3 separate regions of the Anas platyrhynchos genome follow, and regions 1 and 3 are each linked to region 2. Evidence: chromatin contacts called from public Hi-C data. All regions are on one chromosome and are shown on one strand. The core of a region is the stretch at or near the end of the contact, and the rest is flanking DNA. Distances in the headings are between cores, read along the strand shown. Region 1 has its middle 21 kb from the start of UHRF2. Region 2 holds the start of KDM4C (lysine demethylase 4C). Region 3 holds the start of UHRF2 (ubiquitin like with PHD and ring finger domains 2).

Region 1 (3,764 bases), core at 1,255-3,754, 180 kb before region 2:
TGAAAAAAAATCTCAAGGATATGTAGGATTTGGCGCAAGATTTGTGATTATACAATGCCCATTGTTAGATTTTGTCAATACACCTTTAGATATAAGGAAGAAAAGAGAAAGGGACGATATCTTAAAATCTCTGAATCAGACTCCAGGCCCTTTCATCATAGCACCAATACTTTCCGGAAAGAATGCAAACCACAGTTCAAAGAAGTCATAAAGGTATGCTTAAACATCTTATTTTACTCTGATACAGAACGCTGGACTCAGGTTATTCTACAGTTCCACAGGGAGCTGCAAATAAGATCAAATAACTGGAACATTGGCCTGTGGTGTATTTGTGAAATGGCAGGTATGTGCTCAGACATGACAAAAACTAAATCTATTGCCTTTTGTTCACAGGCTTTAGCTCTGTAGAAGATATCATGTTAACTCTCTAAGTGGCTTATCAAAATACGTTGTTTTTTTTTGTTGTTTTTTTTTTAGCTATAGCTAGGCAATGTTTGCTGATGACTAAGCATCACTATCAAGCCTCAAAACTCTCTTGTGAGTTTGGAAACTTATGAGTAGAGAGATTAATCATAGAATCACAGAAGTTTTTTGTTTTTTTTAAGGGATCATCTAATTCCAAAACCCCCTGCCATGGGCAGGGACACCTCCCACCAGACCAGGTTGCCCAAAGCCCCATCCAGCCTGGCCTTGAACACCTCCAGGGACAGTGCATCCACAGCTTCTCTGGGCAGCCTGCTCCAGTGCCTCACCACCTTCTGAGTGAAGAATTTCTTATAACTGAACTGAATCTACCCTCTTTCCCTTCAAAATGAGTATGCATTGTCCTGTCACTACATTCCTCATCTTTCATTTAGGCCTCTTTTAGGTATTAAAAGGCCACTCTAAGGTCTCCCTGGAGTCTTCTCTTCTCCAGGCTGAACAACTCAAACTCCCTCAGTCTGTCTTCATAGCAGAGATTCTCCAATCCCTTTATCATCTTTGTGAAACCTCCTCCAACTTGTTCTAGTATTTCTATGTCCTTCTTGTGCTGGGGGCCCCAGAGCTGAATGCAGGAGTCTCACAAGAAGCAGAGTAGAGGGGGAGAATTACCTCCCTGTCCCTGCAGGCCAGGCTGCTTTTGATGCAGCCCATAACATGGTTACTGCCACCTCACTTTGAGCGTCTCATCAACCAGTATCATCAAGCCCTTCTCTTCAAGACTGCTCTCTATCCATTCATCAGCCTGTATTCATGTTTGGCATTGCCCCAGCCCAGGTGCAGGGCCTTTGTACTTGGCCTTTCTGAACCTCACGAGATATGCACAGGCCCACCTCTCAGGCCTGTTCAGATCTCTCTGGATGCCATCCCTTCCCTCCAGTGTGTCAACCACACCACACAGCTTGGTGTCATCTGCAAATTTGCTGTGCATGCACTCAATCCCACGGTCACCATCCTTGTCACCATCAAAGATCTTAGATAATACTGATTCCAATATTGGTATATTCAATATTTAATCATGTCATACTGAGGTGTTTTTGCAGTGAATTATTTTCCAAAACCACATTATTGACATGGTAGCAACCAGCTATGCCTGTAAAGAACATTTGACAAAAAGTCAAGAAGCATTTCAACATCTGGACAGTATTTATTCTTATCAATTAGCTATCATTTAAACAAGTCTGATAGCAAACAGGGATGATTGCTCAATGTTTGTTGAATCCAGAGTTTACAAAAAACAGTGGAGCAGTTTGTGAAGGACTGTATGCTGCAGGAGGGGAATGAGCATGACGATGAAGGAACAGCACAAAGCATTACGGACTGACTGCAATGCCCATTGCCCATCCCCTGCACTGGGAGGTGGAGGTGAAAAAATCAGGAGTAGAGTTGGGCCTTTGAAGAAGGTAGGGTTGGGGGAAAGGTGGTTTTAGTTTTGTATTTATTTCTCACTGTTCTACTTTGTTACTAATTGGAAATAAGTTATTTATGCTCCCCAAATCAAGTCTGTTTTGGCTATGACAGTAGCTGGTAAATCATCAGCCTGTCCTTATGTGAGTCTTCTCTATTTCTGTATATGAGATGGCCTAAAGTTACACCAAGAGAGGTTTAGGTTGGATATTAGGAAAAATGTCTTCACTGAAAGGGTTGTGAAGCATTGGAACAGGCTGCCCAGGGAAGTAGTTGAGTCACCATCCCTGGAGGTATTCCAAAGACATGTAGATACGGTGCTTAGGGACACGTAGTGGTAGACTTGGCAGTGCTAGGTCAGTGATTGGCCTTGATGATCTTAGAGGTCTTTCCAACCTAAATGTCTCTACATTGATCTATGATATTTTCTTCTTATTTTCTCCCCCTATCCTGTTGAGGAGGAGGAGTAAGAGAGCAGCTGGGTGGGCACCTGCTGGTCAGCAAAGGTTAACCCACTACAGATACACATCATACTTCAAACATGCAGACCAGGTGGAAAACCACTGTGCTTTTTCTACTCATTCCATATCACAGAACCATCAATAAGCAAAATGTTTGAAGGTGTGGTATTGTAAAGATTGATGCAGCTTGCATTGCTATAGCCTGCAATAGCACTTTGCCTTCCCAAAGTGCTTTATAATGTCAGAATTACGTAAAATATTTACATGCAGTAAAGGTGAATGCAACTTTGATTGTGTACGTTTTGAGCAGAGAAATTTAGACAGAGCAAGGATTTGCCAAAACCAAGTAATTACAAATGGCATAGCCAGAACTCTAAATCGTGTTTCCCAGCCCTATACACATCCCTTCAGTGTTGTGGTAATGGCAGCTTTGTGGTATGTCTGACATCCATGCACATTATCATCACTAAAAAATATGAGAATAAAGTAAGATACCAACATATTTTCCATACCTGCCAGAGTGTGAACACTTTAGATATGAACTGCAAAACAAAGCTAAGTGCCTTGCAAATGTATTAATCAGGATCGAGTTTGACCTTTTAGTATTTACTGATTTTTTCAAAACTGAAATGAATTTTTTTTTGTGTGTTTTTCCCTAAATGAAATGTAACAACTTGTGGATAGGAAGCTTGAAATTACTCTAACCTGAGTGCTTTTTGTAACTTATTATTAATGGATGAGATGATATAGAGTGCTTATGTGTATGTGCGCGACAGAAATCTAAATAAAGATTTTATTAAGTTAATTAACTTATTAAACTTTAATAACTTTTAACCATGGACATGGACTTGCCAACATTGTACTACAAGGTTTCACAGATTATAGTTGTCAGAAAAAGCTTAAAGCCAGTAAAATGTCTACCTTTGCTGTAACGCAGAAGTTAAGATATAAAAAATTCAGACACCAGAGAACTGGATAGTTTAACACAAGATTCACAAATGCTTTTCAGAAGGCAACGGATCACATTAGTGTTCATCAGTGTTCTAATTATAATCTATTCAGGCAAACACTATTGAAGTAAACCTGATCTCTCCTGTCAAATGCAGCTTTCAGTTTCAGAGAGGCTAAGAACTTACTGCAAAGCTTTATCACGAGTCCTTTACTCAGAAAGATCTTGATCGAATCATTTAGGTTGACTTGATTGTGAGACCTACAAAAGAACTTGCTGGAATATAAATTTACTTTTAATTAAAAAACGAAGATGCAATTTTGAGGCACTAATAATATAGATATTTGGAAGAAGAAATGGCTGATAACCCTCCAATGAGCAGCAAGAGTTTTCTGCTCTGCTTGAGAAAATGAGCTGACCTTAAATGAAAGCAGCCAAGCACTCAATGAGAGGAAAAGATTGCAGAG
Region 2 (3,623 bases), core at 1,004-3,503:
CTGGACACTCTCTAACAGCTTGACGTCCTTTTTGTACTTTGTTGTCCAGAAGTGTACACAGTATTCGAGGCGAGGTCACACTAGTGCAGAACAGAGCGGGACAATCCCTTTCCTCGTCTACTGTCCTAGCTTGACTCCATTCCATGTATTGTTCGTTTCGCAGCTTGACTCCATTCCCTCGGGTCCTAATACCTAATGAACCTGTGTTTATCAGCTACAAAGTTTTATACATGGTAAAATTTTCTTGAGCACCAAGAGATACAAGCTTACATACAGGTTTTAAGATGAAGCCACGATGGCAAGGATAGAAAATTGACAAATTACACATTTTTCAGGAAAACTTTTATGTTCCCTCTGTAGCCAACACAGCATATACTACACTATTAAATTGCACACTATTTAATTAATAGTGTAATAGCATGCAATCTGCAGAAAGTTTCAGCCAGGATTACACACAAACAGCAAACTTTCATGTTCGTATTAACAGCTCATTGTAGTGGCAGCAACCGGCACTCCAGGAGCACGGCAAAATCAGCTCCTCTGCTTTGGGCTTGAATTACTTTACTTCCTGGTGTTTGCTGCCATCTCATGTCTTTTAGATAGTATTGCAGCGGAATTCTTCCAGGGAACTTTCTGCGTCAAAACCGGCCGTGTCTTTAGATAGTTGTGCTACTGACATATTAAGCAAACACATTGTTTACAATTCTGAAAAGGTTTCCTGGTATTGTTCCGGCACAGTGTAGAAGTAACCTACATTCAGGAACAAATATGGTGTTTTCGGAACTAGTTGCGTGGAATACCATGCTGTGCCAGCTCTGGGCTTCCCAGTAGGTGAAAGACATTGGCATACTTGAACAAGTGCTGAGGAAGGTGGCAAGATCATCCAGGGCTAGTGAATATGACATGTGAGGAGAGACTGAGGGGGCTTGAAGAGGACAAGGCTTCGGAGTGATGTTGGCAGGTGGACAGCAGTCCACCTTTGCCTAGAGAGAGAGCACAGAAAAGGCGGAGCCATGCTCTCCTTGGAAATACATAATGATAGGCCAAGACAAACAATATAGGAATTTTGGATTACATTAAGAAGAAAAAAAAATCCCCATGAGAACGGGTCACAGAGAAGTCATGGAAGACAAGCTTGTAACTTCCTTGAGTAGAAAATTACTATTCAAACAGAAGTGGCTTCCAGCATCAGCCAAACGGGGTGGAAGACATGTACTGTGTAAACTATCATACAGCAGAAAGGCCACTTTTGTGGTTTGGTTTCCTGGAACATCTTTTTGGTAGCATAATTAACTCAAACACTCATACTTGATATGGCTGACCCAGAAATTCAGGTCTTTGTACCAAGTCCAAAGGGCTAGGGAAGCCTATAGTATAATTTCAGAAGCTTGTGCTGTCCAGATATTGAGCTCACAACTTAAAGCAAAAGGAAGGGAATTTAGGAGATTCATCCTTTATTTCTCAGTGTTTGTGGTCACATAAGTAGTGTTTTTGTTACTAGCCAACACTAACCTAAATGCACAGCCCGAAACACGAAAAGGCAGGAAGAAAGTGCAGAAAAGATTGCTTAAGCCTCAGTATGATAAAAAATATTCCTCATGCCCTAGAACATCAGCAAACTCATGGGTACTTTAAGATGAGCCCATTAAAGTAAAGAAAGTGATCAGTGAGTTGGAAATTTCTAATTTCATAGTTGGAAATGGGAAAAATTGCACCCCAGAAAGAGTGAGCATTTCACTCCAGAAAGAGTGGGCATTGGAAGGGATTGCCCAGGGAGGTGGTGGAGTCAGTGTCCCTCGGGGGCGTTTAAGGGAAGGTAGGCTGAGGCAGTGAGGGACATGGTTCAGCGTGTGGTGGGGTGGTGGTTGGACCAGACGAAACGGGACGGCTGGTCCAAACTTAGTGATTCTGTGAGAGCACTGTGCTGCTGGAACACAGGTGAGACACTGCTCTACGTAACTTTTGAGGAAGGCCGGTGTCCTCCCGCAGAGGTGTTTATATCATATAGTGAGGGACACTCTGCCCCCCCCATCCAGATGCGGGGGCTGCGGGGTGAGGTAGGAACCACGTGACCCCGCCGGGCCCCGGGCACAGCACCGCTGCCGGCCGCGTGACGTCAGCGCCGTGCTCCGTCACGCGCTCGCCCCCCCCTCCCCTCCCCACTCCGGTCCTCCTCTCTTCCCCTCCCCTCCCCTCGGGGCGTGCGGGCGCCGCGCGCATGCGCAGTGCGCAGCTGTCATCCGCGCACGGAACGAGACGTCCCGGGCGGGGAGGGGAGGAGCCGGGCGCAGCGAGGGGAGGGGAGGGCAGGGAGGAGAGGGAGGGGGCGGGGGAGCGCCGTGCGTCCGGCCGGCGGCAGCGGCACCCGCGGCGCGCCCGTCCCAGCGCCCACCCCGGGCAGGTGCCGTGGGGCTGCGGGGCCGGGGCGCGGCTCGGGGGGAGCTGGGGGCTGGGAGCGGGCCGCGGCGGAGCGGGGCGGAGCGGAGCGGAGCGGGCCGGGCAGGTGGTGGTGGCGGTGGCGGCGGTGCGGGGCTGGGGGTGCCGGGGCGGGCAGGGGGAGGGCCGGGCGCGGGGCGTGCGGTTCATTCATCTCTGCGCGCAGCTGGGGCGCCCGGCAGCCGCGCGGCGTGCGAGCACAGCCCGGGGGGGGCGAGCCTCGGCTTCAGCACCACCTGCCCGCCGCCAGCCACCCGGCACCGCGCTGCGTGGCTCCCCCGGGCCGGCCCTCTCTCTCCCTCCCTTCCTTCCCTTCCTTTCCTTCCTCCTTCCCTCCCTCCCCGCTGCCCCTGACCCGGAGCCCCGAGTGGGAAGTGCGAGTCGCTGCCCCCGGGGCGCTGCCTGCCTCGCTGCGGGGAGCCGGCCTCGTGCCTTTGTTTATGCGGAGCCGGGGGGACAGTCCTGTCCCTGCGGCTTAAAAATCCTCCCGCTGCCTCCCAGAGCGAGCAGGGTGTGCTTTCGGTGCTGTTGAAATGTAGTTTTACACCTCTCTTCCCCCCCCCCCCCCTTTCCGAGACACTAGTGACAGCAGCAACAGAAGTTTCCTGGTGGTTACTAAAATAGAAGTTTTTTTTTTTAAGCTAAAACGCTTCCCATAAGAAAAAAACTTAACAGCAGCCCAGTGCAGCATAACTTTTGTCACCCTGCGGTGCTCCACGTTTAATGAACCGAGGGCGTGCTGCTGGCTGTGGTCATCATGCATGGATGTAAAAATGCATCTTGGGCCTTACCCCATTCTGCCTGGAAGTGCAGCAGCCAGCTGGGAGCACCGCCACACCTCTCAGGAGTGCCTTCCAAACACGAGGCTGGGGAAACACCAGCACGATTTGCTTTTCACTACCTGCAGTGAGGCTGCACTGAACTACGACTACTGAGCTGCTGCCAGTCATGCTTATCTTACCCTCAGCTTCGGGGTGGTGCTGATTTCTCGGTTGTTAGATGGTTAGCAGGTTGTTTGATGGTTGCCTTTTGCTGAAGTGAGGGTATGGGTGCCTGTAAGAGGAATTTCCTTTCTTGGGACCAATGCAGGAAACAATATGTCTTATCTGGATAAGTGGATGTGACTGAATAGCAGCTGAATCAGGATTAGAGCCAATGTGTGTAAGGGAATAACCTTTATTTGGTAA
Region 3 (3,487 bases), core at 741-3,240, 160 kb before region 2:
AAGAAAATTGTATGCTATCACAGAAACAGAGAGGCACTAGCAAGGATAAAAATGAAAGGAAGGGATTTTCAGAACAATTAAGAAAGTTTTGTTTCAGCTGCCTTTGCACATACTCAAGACTGAAGAAGCTCGTTCAGAACAGCAGTGAGAATTCTCAAAGCTGAATGTGCAGAAGAGGAATCTTTGCAACCATAAAAAATGTCACAAAATCTGTGTTTCTGTGAATGGGCTGTATGGGCTGCTCTGGTTGCGGATGGAGAAGTAGTTACCAGACAACAGCAGGACGGTGAGAGAGGAAATACAAGCTGGGAGGGAACTTCTGGAAGCCTCCCAGGAACTGACAGCCATGTTTGGAGCACATTTTAAAGCCGGGATACCACGGAGGTGCCGGCCCTGCCCACAGCCTCCAGCAGCCCCTGGCACCCACTGTGGGTCACATAAACCACACCACAGCCACAGCCTGGAGGGCAGCAGCTGCTGTTGGCGGGCGATGGCTGCAGGGCAGCATGTGTGTGGGCACCTGCTGAAGGAGGGGACCCGGGAGGGACCCTCCGAAGCAGGGGAGGCCCCTCTGCTCCGCAGTGAGCTGCTGGGGCTGGGTAGCCACCACGTGGCGTACTGTGTGGGCATGTGCTGTGCAAACAGCTTTCTGCTATTAATAAGAAGTCTAATTGATTAAAGATGTTCTAATAAATGTTGGCTGTGATCTGTTCCTCTTCCTGACTCAGTGCCATGTCAGTGATATTTAGAAGATACAGTATAAAAAAGCCACAAAACTACAAAGGTGTCATCTGGACTTTGTAAGCGTGTATCTTAATCAAGTTGCCTAAGCCTTAAACTTAGGCAGTAACAATGCTCTGAATTCCTCCAAAGGGCACCCATCAGCCCATTTCCTGGTTTCTCCCGAGCTCTGTATCAGATTGATTTCTGTAGGACCATTTTACCAGTGTGCACATGTACTGTTTTGGGCCGTGGTAAGTTTCTTCACAGGAGCTCCTATAGTGCAGTGTTTTGGATTTGTGACTGTAGCAGTGTTGGTAGGTACCCACCTTCCAGTTGCTGCCAAGCAGCGCTCCCATAGAGTCAAGGCCTTCTTTGTTTCCCGCCGTGCCTCCTTCAGCGAGGAGGCCGGGGGTGCACAGGAAGCGAGGGGGGGGACAGCGCCAGGACAGCTGGGCCAAACTGGCCCAGAGGATGTTCCGTGCCACACGATGCCGCGCTCAGCAATAAAAGCTGGCGGAAAGCACGGAGCAGCGGCACTCAGAGCGGTGTTGTTTGTCTTCCAAGTAACCGCACCGCCGAGACGGAGCCCTGTTTTCTTGGAAGTGGCTGCACATCTGCCTGCCAACGGGAGGCAGCGACTTAATTTCGCTTTGCTTGCACGTGCGGCTCCTGCGTTACCTTATTAATCCGCCTTTATCTCAACCCACGGGTTTTCACACTCTCGCCCCACCCAGCTGGCAGGCAGCGAGCGAGCGGCTCTGCGGGGTGCCGCTGCCTGCCAGGGCTCACCCACAGCAGCGTGGCAAATCCGGGCTCCCCTCACGCCGGGCTGTGGGATCGCACAGCTGCGGAGCGCGCACCCAGCCCGCCCCACATCTGCCCTGGGGCAAAAAACCGCGATTCGCTGCTTCTGGCCCCGGCCGCACGCCCCCCCCTCTAACCCCGCGGCACCCCCGGGGGCTCGCCCTGCGCTGCGGGCTCAGCCACACGCCGGGATCGGGATCGGGATCGGGCTCGCAGCCGCCTCACGCCGCCCGCGGGCAGGGGCGGGCCCGCCGCCATGGCGACGCTAACGGTCGCTTCCCCGGCGCGCGCCAACCCGGCCCCCCCCCCCCCCCAACAACGCAGGCAGGGGGCGGGGCGCGCGAGAAGGGGAGGGGTGAGGGGGGGGGCGAGGGGAGCGCGCGGCGCCACGCCCCCTCCTCCACCCGCCCCCGCCCCCGCCCCCGCCCCGGTGTTGTTGTCTCCGTGCGGCCGCGGCCGGCGGCTCTCGCGAGATCGGCGTTGGCGCCGTGACCTCCATGTGAGAGCGGCGGCGCCTGGTAAACACTGCCCGGGCTGCGGGATGGCTCCCGCCGGCGCCCGTTAGAGCCGCAGGGCCGCGGCCCCTTCCCGCCTGCCCCCGCCCCGCCCCGCCGCGCCCCGCCCCGCCCCGCCTCGCCTCGCCTCCGGGGCCCCGCGGCGCGGCCCAGCGGGGGGCGGAGGGGGTCGCCGCGCCTCGCCTCGCCGCGCCCCTCCGAGCCCCTCCGAGCGGCGGCCCGGCGGGCGGGGAGCCTCGCGGGGAGCCCGGCGGGACTCAGCCCCGCCGCCCCGAACAAAGGGCGGGGGGAGCGCCCGGCCCCCGCCGCCGCTGCCTCCTCAGCCTCCGCCGCCGAGCGCGGGAGAGAGCGAGCGAGCCCCCGGCGCCGCCCGGCGCGCAGCGCACCATGTGGATCCAGGTGCGCACCATCGACGGCACCGAGACGCAGACCATCGACGACCTGAGCCGCCTGACCAAGATCGAGTGCCTGCGGGAGAAGATCCAGGAGACCTTCCGCGTCAGCCCCGACCGGCAGCGCCTCTTCTACCGGGGCAAGCAGGTGAGGCGCAGCCGCCCCCAACCCCCCGCCGGCCGGGGGCTCTTTGTGCGGCCGGGGGCCGGGACCCCGCGCCCTCCCCCGGCTTTTGTTCGCCCCCCGTCCCGCCGGGCCTGCGGGCGGGAGCCCGGCCTGACAGGACGCCCCGAGGCGCGCGGCGCGTTGGTGTGGCTCCCGTTATTTTTATTTTTTAACGCTTTATTTATTTATTTTATTTTTTAAAATTTATTTTTGGTGCTGTTCCACCCCCCCCAAGGCCGGGCGGGTGCCGGCGAGCCCCCCTTTGTGTGTTTGTTTTCCCACCTGAGCCGCGGGAGGCTCCTCCCCCGCCCGCCGTCCCCGCCGCACCTCGCTGACAGGGCCGGGCCGCCACCGCGGGGCTCGCAGGGCCAGCGGCCGGCCCCAGCGCCGGGCAGGCGGGGACGGGGACGGAGCGGGGAGGACGCGGGCACGGCCCCGCGGCGGGCGGCCCCCCCCCCCCCCCTTTAACCCCCCCCTCCCCGCCTGCCGCCCCCACCGCTGCCGTCCCGTCAGCGCCCGGCCGGCCCCTCCCCGCGGCGGATTAACGGTTCTCGGTGCCCGGCCGTTGCGCGCCCCTCCCCGCGGGGCGCGTCACGTGGCCGCGCGGCCGTGACGGGGGGTGCCCGGCGGCCGTTACTTTGCGCGGGCCGGAGCCGGCGCGGCCCCCGCTGAGGGGAGGGGAGGGGAAGGAGGGGGGGGGGTGGTTAAGGGAGGGCTGCCCGGAGCGGCTCCTGGCCCTGGGGTCGGTGCCCTGCGGCCGGTGTGTGGCTGTAGGAACAAAAAGTAACGAGTGGCTGACAATCTCCCTTCGCCGTGAAGGTGCGGAGCCTGCCTTCTGGAGCGCGCCCCGTGAGGAGCCGGTACTTTGTCTAACGGAGCGAGCGTGT

Evidence for each region. A called contact is a pair of places that touch in the nucleus more often than the background predicts.
Region 1: a Hi-C map of skeletal muscle shows a contact between it and region 2, with 7 times the contacts expected there. The contact joins the enhancer-like site here to the promoter of KDM4C in region 2. A contact is called at or near these places in 4 of 8 Hi-C or Micro-C datasets (liver, skeletal muscle and subcutaneous adipose tissue).
Region 3: a Hi-C map of subcutaneous adipose tissue shows a contact between it and region 2, with 2.8 times the contacts expected there. The contact joins the promoter of UHRF2 here to the promoter of KDM4C in region 2. A contact is called at or near these places in 3 of 8 Hi-C or Micro-C datasets (liver, skeletal muscle and subcutaneous adipose tissue).

Annotation. Positions count from the first base shown.
Region 1 is chrZ:30,601,562-30,605,325 of IASCAAS_PekinDuck_T2T, forward strand. No RefSeq gene overlaps it. Among named protein-coding and RNA genes, the nearest start is that of UHRF2, 21 kb to the right of the region's middle. Within about 2 kb of position 2,505, at least 1 of the 8 cell types and tissues checked has an H3K27ac peak or open chromatin away from gene starts, as enhancers often do.
Region 2 is chrZ:30,783,473-30,787,095 of IASCAAS_PekinDuck_T2T, forward strand. It overlaps KDM4C (lysine demethylase 4C), which reads left to right and starts at 2,254. Exons shown (of 20, transcript XM_072030962.1): 1 at 2,254-2,401.
Region 3 is chrZ:30,622,061-30,625,547 of IASCAAS_PekinDuck_T2T, forward strand. It overlaps UHRF2 (ubiquitin like with PHD and ring finger domains 2), which reads left to right and starts at 1,991. Exons shown (of 16, transcript XM_038169765.2): 1 at 1,991-2,582. The coding sequence starts at 2,430.